Regions from separate parts of the Triticum aestivum genome. Here region 1 is linked to region 2. Evidence: chromatin contacts called from public Hi-C data. All regions are on one chromosome and are shown on one strand. The core of a region is the stretch at or near the end of the contact, and the rest is flanking DNA. Distances in the headings are between cores, read along the strand shown.

Evidence for each region. A called contact is a pair of places that touch in the nucleus more often than the background predicts.
Region 1: a Hi-C map of leaf shows a contact between it and region 2, with 3 times the contacts expected there. The contact joins the promoter of LOC123055148 here to the enhancer-like site in region 2. A contact is called at or near these places in 2 of 5 Hi-C or Micro-C datasets (both in leaf).

The regions. Positions count from the first base shown.
Region 1 is chr2D:630,518,088-630,524,329 of IWGSC CS RefSeq v2.1, reverse strand. LOC123055148 (two-component response regulator ORR6) reads right to left here and starts at 4,847. Exons shown (of 2, transcript XM_044479104.1): 1 at 4,496-4,847; 2 at 3,749-4,411. The coding sequence starts at 4,739. The coding sequence ends at 4,125.
Region 2 is chr2D:630,456,663-630,462,601 of IWGSC CS RefSeq v2.1, reverse strand. No RefSeq gene overlaps it. Among protein-coding and RNA genes, the nearest start is that of LOC123055148, 60 kb to the left of the region's middle. Within about 2 kb of position 4,576, at least 4 of the 8 cell types and tissues checked have an H3K27ac peak or open chromatin away from gene starts, as enhancers often do. A contact at or near this core is called in leaf, where this site is marked.

The sequences.
Region 1 (6,242 bases), core at 3,598-6,097, 61 kb before region 2:
CATCGGACCCTACATCGACGCGAGGCACCGATGTTGGCCGTGCTCCTCCCGATGGTGGCAGATCCGTTCTCTCGATGTCCGTGTTGATCAATGCTGACGAGCCCAGAGGGGTTCGCGCCACTGCCCCCCCCCCCCCTTTGATCTGCAGCACCGTCGGTGACACAGAGGTGAGAGCCGCTGCCCCTCCCCTTCCCTCGACTCGACCGGCGTGGCCCCACTCGGCGACAGGAACCCGTCGGCGTCGCCATCACCTCCCCTTGTGTCTACTTCGTCGACGAACCCACCACCGTTCGTGTGCAGTGCACTTTCTAATTTTGGACACAAGAAAATAGATGTCACGTGGCCAGTTTTCCGCTCAAATCTAGGTTCAGATGAACTTTACTTGGTTCTGAGACTTGAGGGACCAAATGTCATCCACAAATTGTTGAGGGATCGAATGTTAAATTTCAGCAAACTTAAGGATGGAAAACATACCTTCTCTCTTTTAAAAAAAACTTTGTGCACTATTAATTTGGCGAGGAAGACATTGCTTAACGCAGAAACACGCACGGAGATGTACCATGTACTCGAATCTCCCAATCCTTACATAGGCAGTACTACCACCCCGTACGCAGTACACGTACACAGCAAATTACTCCAGATGAGGTGTGGTCCAAACAATAAATCGGGTACATTTTGGTGGACTACCTTGAGAGCATGACGCCGGAATCAAGCAGCATCAAAGTAGATAATCGGCTGTACCCTGTACATACGTACGTATGTACGCATCGATCGACCAGCGAGACGCAGTTACTGTACGTAGGAAGCAGTACGCTACGTACGCGAGACGCGACACCCGCCGTGCGCCCCACGGAGTAGGTACGTGCCGCTCTCATAACTCGGGTCCGGCCCGGCCACGGGCATCAGTCAGTCCGTGCGATCTTCTCCGACTTTTCCTTCCTTCTTCCCCGAAGATCACAGTGGGCCTGTACCCACACTAATGCTAGTGGTCATGAGTTCATACAGTTCCAATCAGAACTTTATGACTCTGCCTCACGTAGTGATCTTGACATTTCTCCGCTACTAGCTGTTTAATGCCGGAGCAGGAGTTACTGCTACCTTTTACCTGCTGCCGGTGCCGTATCTCTGAATTCCAACAGTTTAAGCCATGTGGTTTCACTTCCAAAACAGTGTTCAGATCTAATCACTCCAACATGTTTTAACTCACCAGGTGAAACGTTTACCAGTGCTAAACAAATGTAGATTTACTGATTCCAGTAAACAATGTGAAGTCGAAAAGCTCGAACCACCTTCAACAAAAGGGTACCTGTACCCGAAACCGACAACGGCGAAAGCACTCTGCTGGGCCGACACTGACGCTGAGACTTTAGTTTTGTTTCACTCCGGTAAGAAACCCTTGTATGCAATGCGGCATTTGAATCCATTTTACTCCACTTCTCTCTCTTTTCAAATCTCCAATCCACAACGGGTAAATCTATCGGACAAAGGCCAGAAATGCTCACCCAGGTGAAACATACGTTTACCGGTGATAAACCAGACGATGATTGTTCACTTCCAACACATTGTGTACATCTAAGAGCAACTCCAACGGGCCGACCCAAATGGAAGGCGTTTTTGTCCGCTTTTTGTCCGTTTGGGTCGGCCGCCCGCCCGCCGTCCGCCCTCTTTTAGTTTTGGGTCGGCAGTGCATCTAATGGGCCGACCCATTTCATGACCGCGTGCGCTTTAGATCATGCCAGCGGCCATGCCGTCGCCCTGGTTTTGGCGCTCCAGCGCATGGAAAAGGTTCGCGCGCGCGGGGAAAAGCGGCCTAGCGCGCGCTGGTTTGGGCGCTCAGCGCGCGGGAAAGGTTCGCGCGCGCGCCGCGGCCGGCGCTCGTTATAAGAAGGCGCCTCATGCACACTCTGTCCGCCGCCCACTCGTCTCGCCCCCCTCCCACTAGCCTCGCCGCCTCTGCGCCACCATGTCGATGCGCCGCCTGGGCGCTTCGGATTTTCGTGGAGTCCGCGAGCGCCGCTCCGGCGGCTTCTCCTCCGAGATCTGGTTCTGCGAGAAATGCCTCATCCTCGGCACCTTCGACACCGCAGAGGAGGCGGCCCGCGAGCACGACGCGGCGGCGTGGCGCCTCCTGAGGCCTCGTCGGGAGATGAATTTTCCCGACGTGTCGAGCCAGCGGGCGTAGGATCTCGCGCCTCTCCTGCGGCTTTTCACCGACGAGGATCGTCGTGTCCACCGGAGGCGGCAGGGTCGCCTCGCCATCGCCGAGATGGACGTGGAAGCCATGGTGGTGTGGCGCGAACGCTCCCGCAGGACATCGTCGACGAGCGCCAGTTCTACAAGCAAAGGAGGTTGGAGAGGGACGCGAGGAGGACGGAGCGAGCCGCCTATCGGGAGGACAAGTGTTCGCGGAAGCAGGCCGCTCAATTGAAACTGAAGTTACGAGAAATGCCGGGTTGGGACTTCGAAGACGAGCAGCAGGCTGACGCCTAGATTCAGACGTCGGAGGAGGACATTACCGAGTCGGAGTCGGAAAGCGACGAGTAGTTGGTCTTTTCTTTTATATGTGTACACTAGAACTATCTTTTTATCGGAAAAAATGGCCGGCGTCGTCGGCGACGAAGCAGGGGGACGATGGTGTGCTGATTGATGTGGAGAGGCCAGTCCAATGTGCCACCGACCAGCGGGCCCGGTGAGGAAAGAGGGCGAGCGCGCGCGCGTCCGTCTTGTGTCCGCGCCGACGCAAATCCGGCTCAAAAATGGGCCGGGAATGGGTCGGCAGGCGGACGAAAGCGGACGCGCGTCCATTTGGATCGGCGCGTTGGGCCGACTTTTCTGTCCGTGCCGACCCAAACGGACGGCCGCGGACGAAATGGGTCGCCCCATTGGAGTTGCTCTAATCACTTCAACATTTTTTACTCACCAGGTGAAACGTTTACCAGTGATGAATAAACAAACGTAGATAAACTGATTCTAGTAAACAATGTGAAGTCAAGGCCAGGAATGCTCACCCAGCAGCACAGGGTCTCGGTGGACTTTTCTTCTTGCAAAGTGCAAACCAACGGAACCACTATTCCAACAAACATCTGCTGCAACTACTTGTCCACAACTCAACCAAAGATAACATATACACGCACATACATATCCGACTTTGACATTCCACGAGACAGGACACGGAATCAGATAAAATCAGAACCCGACCTAATAACAAACACACAGCTGCACGCACCAATCCGCCATATCTTCTCCCTGATCCGCATGTTTATTCCCAGTTTAATTCATCCAGGCAGCCACATGGTGGCCACATACAGCGCTCCCACACCTCACCTCGCCTCGCCTTGTGCGGAAGCAGAATCTGGCACCAGGTAAGCAGATCTCCGGGGAGATCCTTCCACAGTGCCCCCATTCATTACCATATATGCTCCGGCCTTTGGACCTTTTCAGTTTTTTATACGCCGCGTATAACAACAGCTCACCTAAGACAACCCACAGCCATTTGTATATGTACAATTACGAGATACGCACGTACGATCAAGATTGTGCTTCTGCTAGTATATTAGCTCGTCGACATCAGCATCAGAGCAAGTAATTATTAACAATCAATCATGGAAAATTGTATCGCGTGGCAGACAAAGCATGATTAGGGGCAGACACATGTATGAACAGCCGTGAGCATGTGGAGATTGATCAAGGAGATAGGAACCAGATGATGATAGTTAATTGCTGATTCATGCCAAAAGACTAACTCTGATTATGAAACTGTCAACATGTTGCTCTGATCCGATGCCATTTCATCAAAGCTTTCGACATGTAGCCAAGAGGGGAAACTTCTCTGAACAACATTCATTCAGAAGATATCCTTCCTTTTGGTAGAAGGAATACTCTGTTTCGGTTTGTTCTTCTTGGCATCTCTGAAGAAGCAGAGCACACAAGGGGACGAACGAACTAACATCCTAATCTAAATCATCATCATCTCCTAGGACCCCAAAAAGTCAAGCTGTTGTTTGAGGCGGCAGCGAGCGGCGGATCTATGTCCATGGGAAAGAAGACCGAAGAAAAAAGAATTGAAAAATCCTGCTCTACTTAAGAATTAATCCTCCTCCGTTGTCTGAGGCTTGGACGGCTGATCACCGGATGCGGTTGCAGAGGCGGGAGACGTCGGAGGGGCGGACGGGCTTGAGGAGGAAGTCCTCGGCGCCCTCCTCGAGGCAGCGGGTGATGCGGTTGGGCACGTTCTCCGACGACATGATCACCACGGGGATCTCCCGGAGCTCCGACGACTCCTTGACGCGCTTCAGCAGCTCGTACCCGGTCATGCCGGGCATCCAGTAGTCGGTGATGATCATGTTCACGTCCGTGATGAGCCCCAGGCCCAGCAGCTCCAGCGCCCTCGTCGCAGAGTCCACGGTAGTCACTGCAACACAGAACAAGGCAGGTTAGAACATGTACCAAACAAGGATCGATCGACTAGCCGTCCAGTTTCTTGAAGATTTCTCACCTCTGTATTTGGAGCTGCGGAGGATCTTGGCGATGACGGCGCGGTCGACGACGCTGTCGTCGACGGCGAGCACGTGCAGCTCGGCCTGGACCTGGACCTGGACGACGACCTCGTCGGCGTCGGTCATCACCGGCACCACCTTGCGGTCGCCGGCGGGGGCGGGCTTCGGGGAGGGCGCCACCTTGGCGGCCATGGCGGCCGGCAGGGTCATGGCCGGAGCCTGGGTGGGAGCAGCGGCGGCCATCAGTAGATCAAACTCGCCGGAGCAGCAGGAGCAGAAGTATGGAACGGCGAAGAACTCGTCTGAAGGATTGACGTGTTGATGCGTTTGGGTGTGTGTTGGTTGGGTTGGCCGCGACGCGCGGCGGTATATATACAGGGGCGGGGGGAAGCGGAAAATAAATGCGGGGGAAATCCTGCGAGATCTCGAAAGGGATCCTAGGCTCGCGGATCGAGTGAAACCCAGCCCCCGGTGGGTCCCGGGCCCGATCCGGGCGCGGATCCGCGGGCCCCGCGGCCCAGCCCGGGAGATCCCCGCCGGGATTTTCCTGCCGAGCCCCTCGCTTTCGCTCCGTCACCTCCTCTATCGCTCACGCACACCGTATGTTGTTTGCGTATCTTCTCCTCCCTTTTTCTTTTCTCTCCATCCGTTGGGGTGTGGGCAAGTGGGGAGGAGAGGAGATTTGCGTGCATGGGGCACGCACAAGCTGCATCACTTTTTTTTTAGATTTTTCTTTCTGTATGCATGTGTGTATCGGGCCGGCTGGCTAGGATTTGATTTGGTCTTTCCGGGCGGCAGCAGGTGATCCGTACCGGGTGGGCTCGGGGATTTGCTTGAAAATTGTGGATCTTTTTTGGGTGAGCGGCGGCAGGACACGTCTTGATTTCGGAGATTCACCCGTGATTCGTGAGATCATTCATCGGCTGGTTTGGTTTGGTTTGGTTTCCTTCCGTGCGTGGAAGGGTCACTTGCCCCTTGGATACCAGGAGCCTCTCCTCCTGCATCACAGCTGTTGGTGATCGATCTCACACGCGATCTCTTTCTTTCTTCCTTTCACTCCGAGCCCAGCCCACGTACGTAACGCACCATCAACGTGCGTGCATGGCAGGATCCCCGGATTTCATTCCGGAGCCGGGCCCGTGATCGTTCAATCCATCGGTGGAGAATCGAGGCCCGCACCGTGACATATCACCTCTGGATGGCAGCTGTACTGATCCCTTCTCATGCACGGCTGTAACTGATCTCACACGCGATCTTCTTATTTCTTTCACTGGGTACGTAACGCACCATCAACGTCGTGGCCCCTTCCGCGTGCGTGCATGGCAGGATCCCCGGATTTCGTTCGCGATCGCTCGGGCGGGACGGGCCATTTACGCCGGCCGGGCGCCACCGACCGGTCGCTCGAAAGAATCGCGTCGCGTGATCTTCCATCGGCGGGACGAGGGGGACCAACAACGGCAGTCGAGCGACCCGGCCAGTACGCGTCCACGCGTCCCGTGATACGTTGCAGATCTTGGGTGCGGGGATCGACGACGACATCGACCGGACGGACGTCGGTGGCGTGGAGTCGACTAGAGGAGTACTGGTACGGCTCGTAGGCAGCGGCGGTTGATGGTAGGGGTTCAGAGTCAGTGAATGTCCGTGGCAGAGTACCACCAGATTTGGATTCCGGATGCTGCTGTACTGGAAAAGGTGATCGCAGAATCGGTTGCGGCAGGCCGTGCGTCTGCGCCGGGATATGAATGC
Region 2 (5,939 bases), core at 3,327-5,826:
CCTCTATCGTTAATCAAAGATGGTTATGTTTCCTAGCCATAGACAAAGAGTTGTCATTTGATTAACAGGATCACATCATTAGGAGAATGATGTGATTGACTTGACCCATTCCGTTAGCTTAGCACTTGATCGTTTAGTATGTTGCTGTTGCTTTCTTCATGCCTTATACATGTTCCTATGACTATGAGATTATGCAACTCCCGTTTACCGGAGGAACACTTTGTGTGCTACCAAACGTCACAACGTAACTGGGTGATTATAAAGGTGCTCTACAGGTGTCTCCGAAGGTACTTGTTGGGTTGGCGTATTTCGAGATTAGGATTTGTCACTCCGATTGTGGGAGAGGTATCTCTGGGCCCACTCGGTAATGCACATCACTTAAGCCTTGCAAGCATTGCAACTAATGAGTTAGTTGCGGGATGATGTATTACGGAACGAGTAAAGGGACTTGCCGGTAACGAGATTGAACTAGGTATTGAGATACCGACGATCGAATCTCGGGCAAGTAACATACCGATGACAAAGGGAACAACGTATATTGTTATGCGGTTCGACCGATAAAGATCTTCGTAGAATATGTAGGAGCCAATATGGGCATCCAGGTTCTGCTATTGGTTATTGACCAGAGAAGTGTCTCGGCCATGTCTACATAGTTCTCGAACCCGTAGGGTCCGCACGCTTAACATTCGTTGACGATATAGTATTTATGAGTTATGTTTGTTGGTAACCGAATGTTGTTCGGAGTTCCGGATAAGATCATGGACATGACGAGGAACTCCGGAATGGTCCGGAGATAAAGTTTGATATATGGGATAATAGTGTTTGGTCTCTGGAAGGGTTCCCGAATTCACTGGAAGGGGTTCTGGATGTTTCCCGAAATGTTTGGGCACGAGAACACTTTATCTGGGCCAAGGGGAAAGCCCACGAGGTTTTTGGAAAGCGCAAAAGGAAGTTTTGCGGAGTCCAGGGGCCAGACGCCAGGGTGCCTGGCATCTGGGTCCAGACGCCGGGAACCCGGGCGTCTGGCCCTGGAGTCCGAGAAGGACTCTTGCCTTTCGGGTGAAACCGACTATGTGGAGGCTTTTACTCCAAGTTTCGACCCCAAGGCTCAACATATAAATAGAGGGGTAGGGCTAGCACCCAAGGAAACACCAACCGTGTGCCGGCAACCCCGTCCCCTCTAGTTTATCCTCCGTCATAGTTTTCGTAGTGCTTAGGCGAAGCCCTGCGGAGATTGTTCTTCACCAACACCGTCACCACGCCGTCGTGCTGCCGGAACTCATCTACTACTTCACCCCTCTTGCTGGATCGAGAAGGCGAGGACGTCATCGAGCTGAACGTGTGCTGAACGCGGAGGTGCCGTACGTTCAGTACTTGATCGGGACGGATCGTGAAGGTGTACGACTACATCAACCGCGTTGATAAACGCTTTCGCTTACGGTCTACGAGGGTACGTAGACAATACTCTGCCCTCTCGTTGCTATGCATCACCATGATCTTGCGTGTGCGTAGGAAATTTTTTGAAATTACTTCATTCCCCAACAGCAACAAGTGCACTTGTCTCATTTACAGCCTCTATTCTAGCTAAAAGTGCACGAACATGTACTAAATTTCGCTCTATCAATATATCGATGTACTCTTCTTCCCAATACCAAAACTTGCATCCATTCTACACAACAAAATTTGATGTTAGTACAACTAGTCAAATCTAGAGCACAAACCGAAGCTAAAAAAAGCGCATACCCCATCGTTTAAGCACTTGATGAACACCCATCCGGGATGTTCCGGCGTTGTACACACGCGGCGCGCGACCATCCTTGGGCAGTGGTCGCACTTAATGAGTGGCAACGGTGCGCCGGCGAGCTTTTGGGCAAGCACCGAGCCCGGCCGACCGCCATTCGTGTATCTGCCGGCGGACCACCGACGGTGCAGATCCGAGCGGCTAGAGGAGGAGCCACTGCCTGCATGTGGCCTTGCGGCCCTGCCAGGGCCTTCCGGCGAGGTGCCCGGTCAGTCCATGGCGCGGCCCGGCCTCCCACAGCCGGGCGAGCTCAAGACCGACGGATCCGCCCCAAATTCGGCCGGCGGGTGCGCAAACCAGGTGGCCGTGGTTGGGTAGCTCGGCGGCGCCGAGGGGAAGGGGCTGGGCGAGCTCGCGTCCGAACTGCACGGCTGCAATGGCAGCGGCGGCGGCAGCAGCAAGGGGAAGAGTGGAGGGGGTGCGGCCGGAGGGAGGGAGGGGCGGATAGAAAAAAACCCGCCATGTGCCACCGGCGGGCGGGAAGGGAGGACACGCGCAGACGACCCGCGCGTCCGCGTGGTGTCCGTTTCACCCCAAAAACGGCGCAAACTTGGGCCGCGGATGGGTCGAAAGCTGACACAAAACGGACAAAAGTTTGTTTGCTTCCGCGCGCTGGGCCGCCTCGTTTGTCCGTTTTAACTCAAATGGTCGGGGCCGGACAGGATAGGGTCGCGCGGCGGTGGAGTTGGCTAAAACATGGGACGGGCGGACGGGAGGATCCAGCACGCAACACTCGAAATGATCATGCTCATGGGCAAGAAGTACTGTACTTTATGCAGTAGCATCGCGGCAACATGCATGTCACGCTTTCGTTCTCGAATCAAGATCAAGAGAGTATAAAGCACACAGTAAAAAAGCGCTTTGTGACAGACGGGGAATCGTATCGTATCCTTTGCTGGCAATAGGAGGAGCCTAGGTTTGCTCGAGGATCTCCCTTGGCACGAGCAAGGTGATGACTGAACTGCACGGTCGAACCCACATGACCCGCAGATACACTGAGCTGGGAGAGGCTGCCAAGTTGCCATGAAAATTTGGAAAGCGATAAAGATTCTCTCCTAAAGCAGGGACGCGGCGCCCTGTACGAGATCGGCGATATTTTCCGGAGGAGGATCGGACCGTCACCCCTCAGGAAGGCCATCTCCACCCCGCGACCCTAAACGGACGTCCGTTTTGGCCAGATTTTGTCCCTTTGGGACGCCGATGGGTTCGCCGTGTCCGCCTCTATCCGTTGGGTCGTGCGTGCGCCCACCGCGCGGCCGCGCCCCAAATCACGTCCGCGTTGGACATGATTTAAAAATATAGCAAAACGTAAATGAAATGACTTAAAAAATAAATAAGCGCAGTTTAATAAACTTAAAACTTGGTTAGGAGGACACGGCCACAAAACGGCCCAGTTTTCACGTCGAACTTGGCATAATTAATAATAAACATAAAAAAGAAAATAAAAAACGGCCGCCGCCAGCGTGCTCCTGCCCGTGCCCGTCAATGCTGTCGCCGGCGGCAGAGAGTGCCATCGCCTCCTCCAAGCCGTCCCATTGGCGCTCGTCGTGGGTGTACATGGAGTCATCCATGACACGCTGCACGAGCCGGGCCTCCTCCTCCGCTGTAATGCGAGGAGGTGGAGGGGGTGACGGAGACGGGGAAGGCGACGGCGTGGGCGTGAGGCCGCGCACCCGTGTACGCATGCGCACCTCCCAACGTGGCCGCCGCGGCCCTGACACCATGCCGGCGAAGTAGGACGCGCGGCGAGTGTCGTGCTCGTCCTGGAGCCATGTGTCCCAGAGCACCGAGTCGGGGCGTACCTGTCGTCGTAGAACAGGTCGTCGGGGAGGAGGCGGCGGCGGCGCTCAATCTCATCGCGGCGTGCACGGCCGCTCGCCGGCACGGGCGGGATCGGCACACGGTCGGCGCTGAGGTGCCATCCGTTGGGGAGGTGGACGTCGCTCCACGGGAACGGCGTCCTCGTATCCCAGTACCGCCGGCACACGTCCGCCGCGAGGTACTGCCGGTCGCGCTCGCCGGCGGGCCTAGGGTTAATGGTGAAGGGGGCCGGCGCGGGGGCTCGACAGGAGGAGCGCGGCGGTGACGCGGGCTCCTCCTTCTTCACGGAGCCGCGGCGGCGCCCCGAGGAGGAGCCGGCCTCACGGTCGTGCTTCCCCTTGCGGTTCCAGAAGCCCATGGCTTCGAGGTGGTCGGCCGGCGAGCTCGAGGACAAGGGAGGGCTAGGGTTCGGCGCTGTCGGGTTTCAAGGAGGCCGCGGGGTGGCGTGGGGCAGTGTGGATGACGACCAGTCCATGGTTCCCACTTAAAGAAGGACGGCAACCCTTCGATGTGCGGATGACAGGTGGGGCCGCCCGTTCGTGCGCATTGATGTGGGCGAGTGTGAGGTAGGTGGCCGCCTGCCACGCGGCCCCGACGCGCGGACGAGGCGCGCGTCCGTTTGGTGTCCGCCACGACCCAAACTCGGCGCAAGTTTGCGCTTAAAATGGGTCGGCCCGGACACAAAACGGATAAGATGGGTTCAGGCCGCCGCGTGCTGGGCCGCCTCATTTGTCCCTTTTATCCTAAACTGACGGGGCCGGATAGTATAAGGTCGCGCGGTGGAGTTGGCCGAACAGACGCTCTGTGGGTGAATTTGGAGGATGCGTGCATGCGTAGCCGGGGCCCTGCTCTCGGCCGGCAAGGCAACAGCGTCGGCCTCACGTAGAGCGGGGCGGCAAGGTCACGGGCGTGTCGGCATCGGCACGGCCCCCGCCGACGCCAGCCATGAAGTTGCAGGCCTGGAGCCGCCGACCAGAACCTCCGATCTCCCGAATCCTCGGTTTGGGTCACCACCGTTGGCCTTGTCGGCATCAAGGTTCGACGGGCAAACGAACAAAAATTCACGTGCCTACTTCAGCAGATACGTACCGGCGCCACATGCTCCACTGACGCTGTTTTTTCGAGAGTATCTAAAGATAAGACCAACCCAAAGACTAATCCTTGTTGTCATTTTTTTATAAAAGAAACTTCATGAATATCACGCGTCAAAATCGGGGTTTGAACTTGGGTGGGCTGGCAGCTATCACAGCTGCCCAGCCGACGGGTCGACGCCCCGTCCTCTCTCTCCACTGATACTGTCAGCGGCCGGCTTTCAAATATTTCCGGTGCATAGATCGACCGGAGAATCGGCTGCGCCAGGCCGTGCACTCGCGTCAGTAACCTTTGCCTGCTCAACTGAAACGATAATCACAGCCTGCTTAATTAATTTAATTTACGACCTCCACTTAGCCGTGTCAGGTAGTGCTAATTTTCTAACTCTCTGTTGCTAGTATTACAGTACTTTGAGCTGTTGATGCTATTCTGAACTCATCAGATAATTACTTTCGGAAAAACTAACGCCCACACGTGTGGGTGTTTGCAGGTCGTCCACACGCCTCCATCACCACTCATTTTGCCACGTATGAATAGGTGACATCAGCAGAAATCTTTTTGGTTTTCGGCTTAAAAATGTTTTATCTTCTAAATAAAAAAGCGAACTAAAAATTCGTTTTCACCATTAAATCCGTCTCGATGAGATCTTCAAAACTAGACCCCATGTTGATATGTTTCGACGTTTTTTTTTTGCCCAGAAGTTGCCATGATGTTTTCACTATAGTTGCCATAGTGCTTAAACTAAAGTTGCCATGTGGCAATTTTAGTTTGTAGATCATGGCAATTTTTGTTTTTTGATGATGGCAATTCCAGTATTTTGACCATGATTTTTTTTATTGAACCATGGCAATTTTAAGTGCATGTATCATGGCAATTTTAGTTTATGATGCATGGCAAGTCTAGTTTCTTGATTCTCTGTTTTATAATATGTTAAAATTTAGTTTTAAATGTAAAAGAAAATAGTTGAAACATATCATGGCAACTTCAGTGTAAATATCATGACAATTCATGTGCAATAGACATGGCAACTTTTAACTAAAAAAATATTTCGCCGAAATATATCGATATGAGATGTAGTTTTGAAGATCTCGTAGCGAGGGATTTAATGGTGAAAACGGATCTTCAATCGGATTTTTCATTTAAGAGATAAAACATTTTAAAAACTAAAAATCCAAAAAAATTCTCGCATGCATGCATGCGATGATGTGGCAATCTATTTGCATTA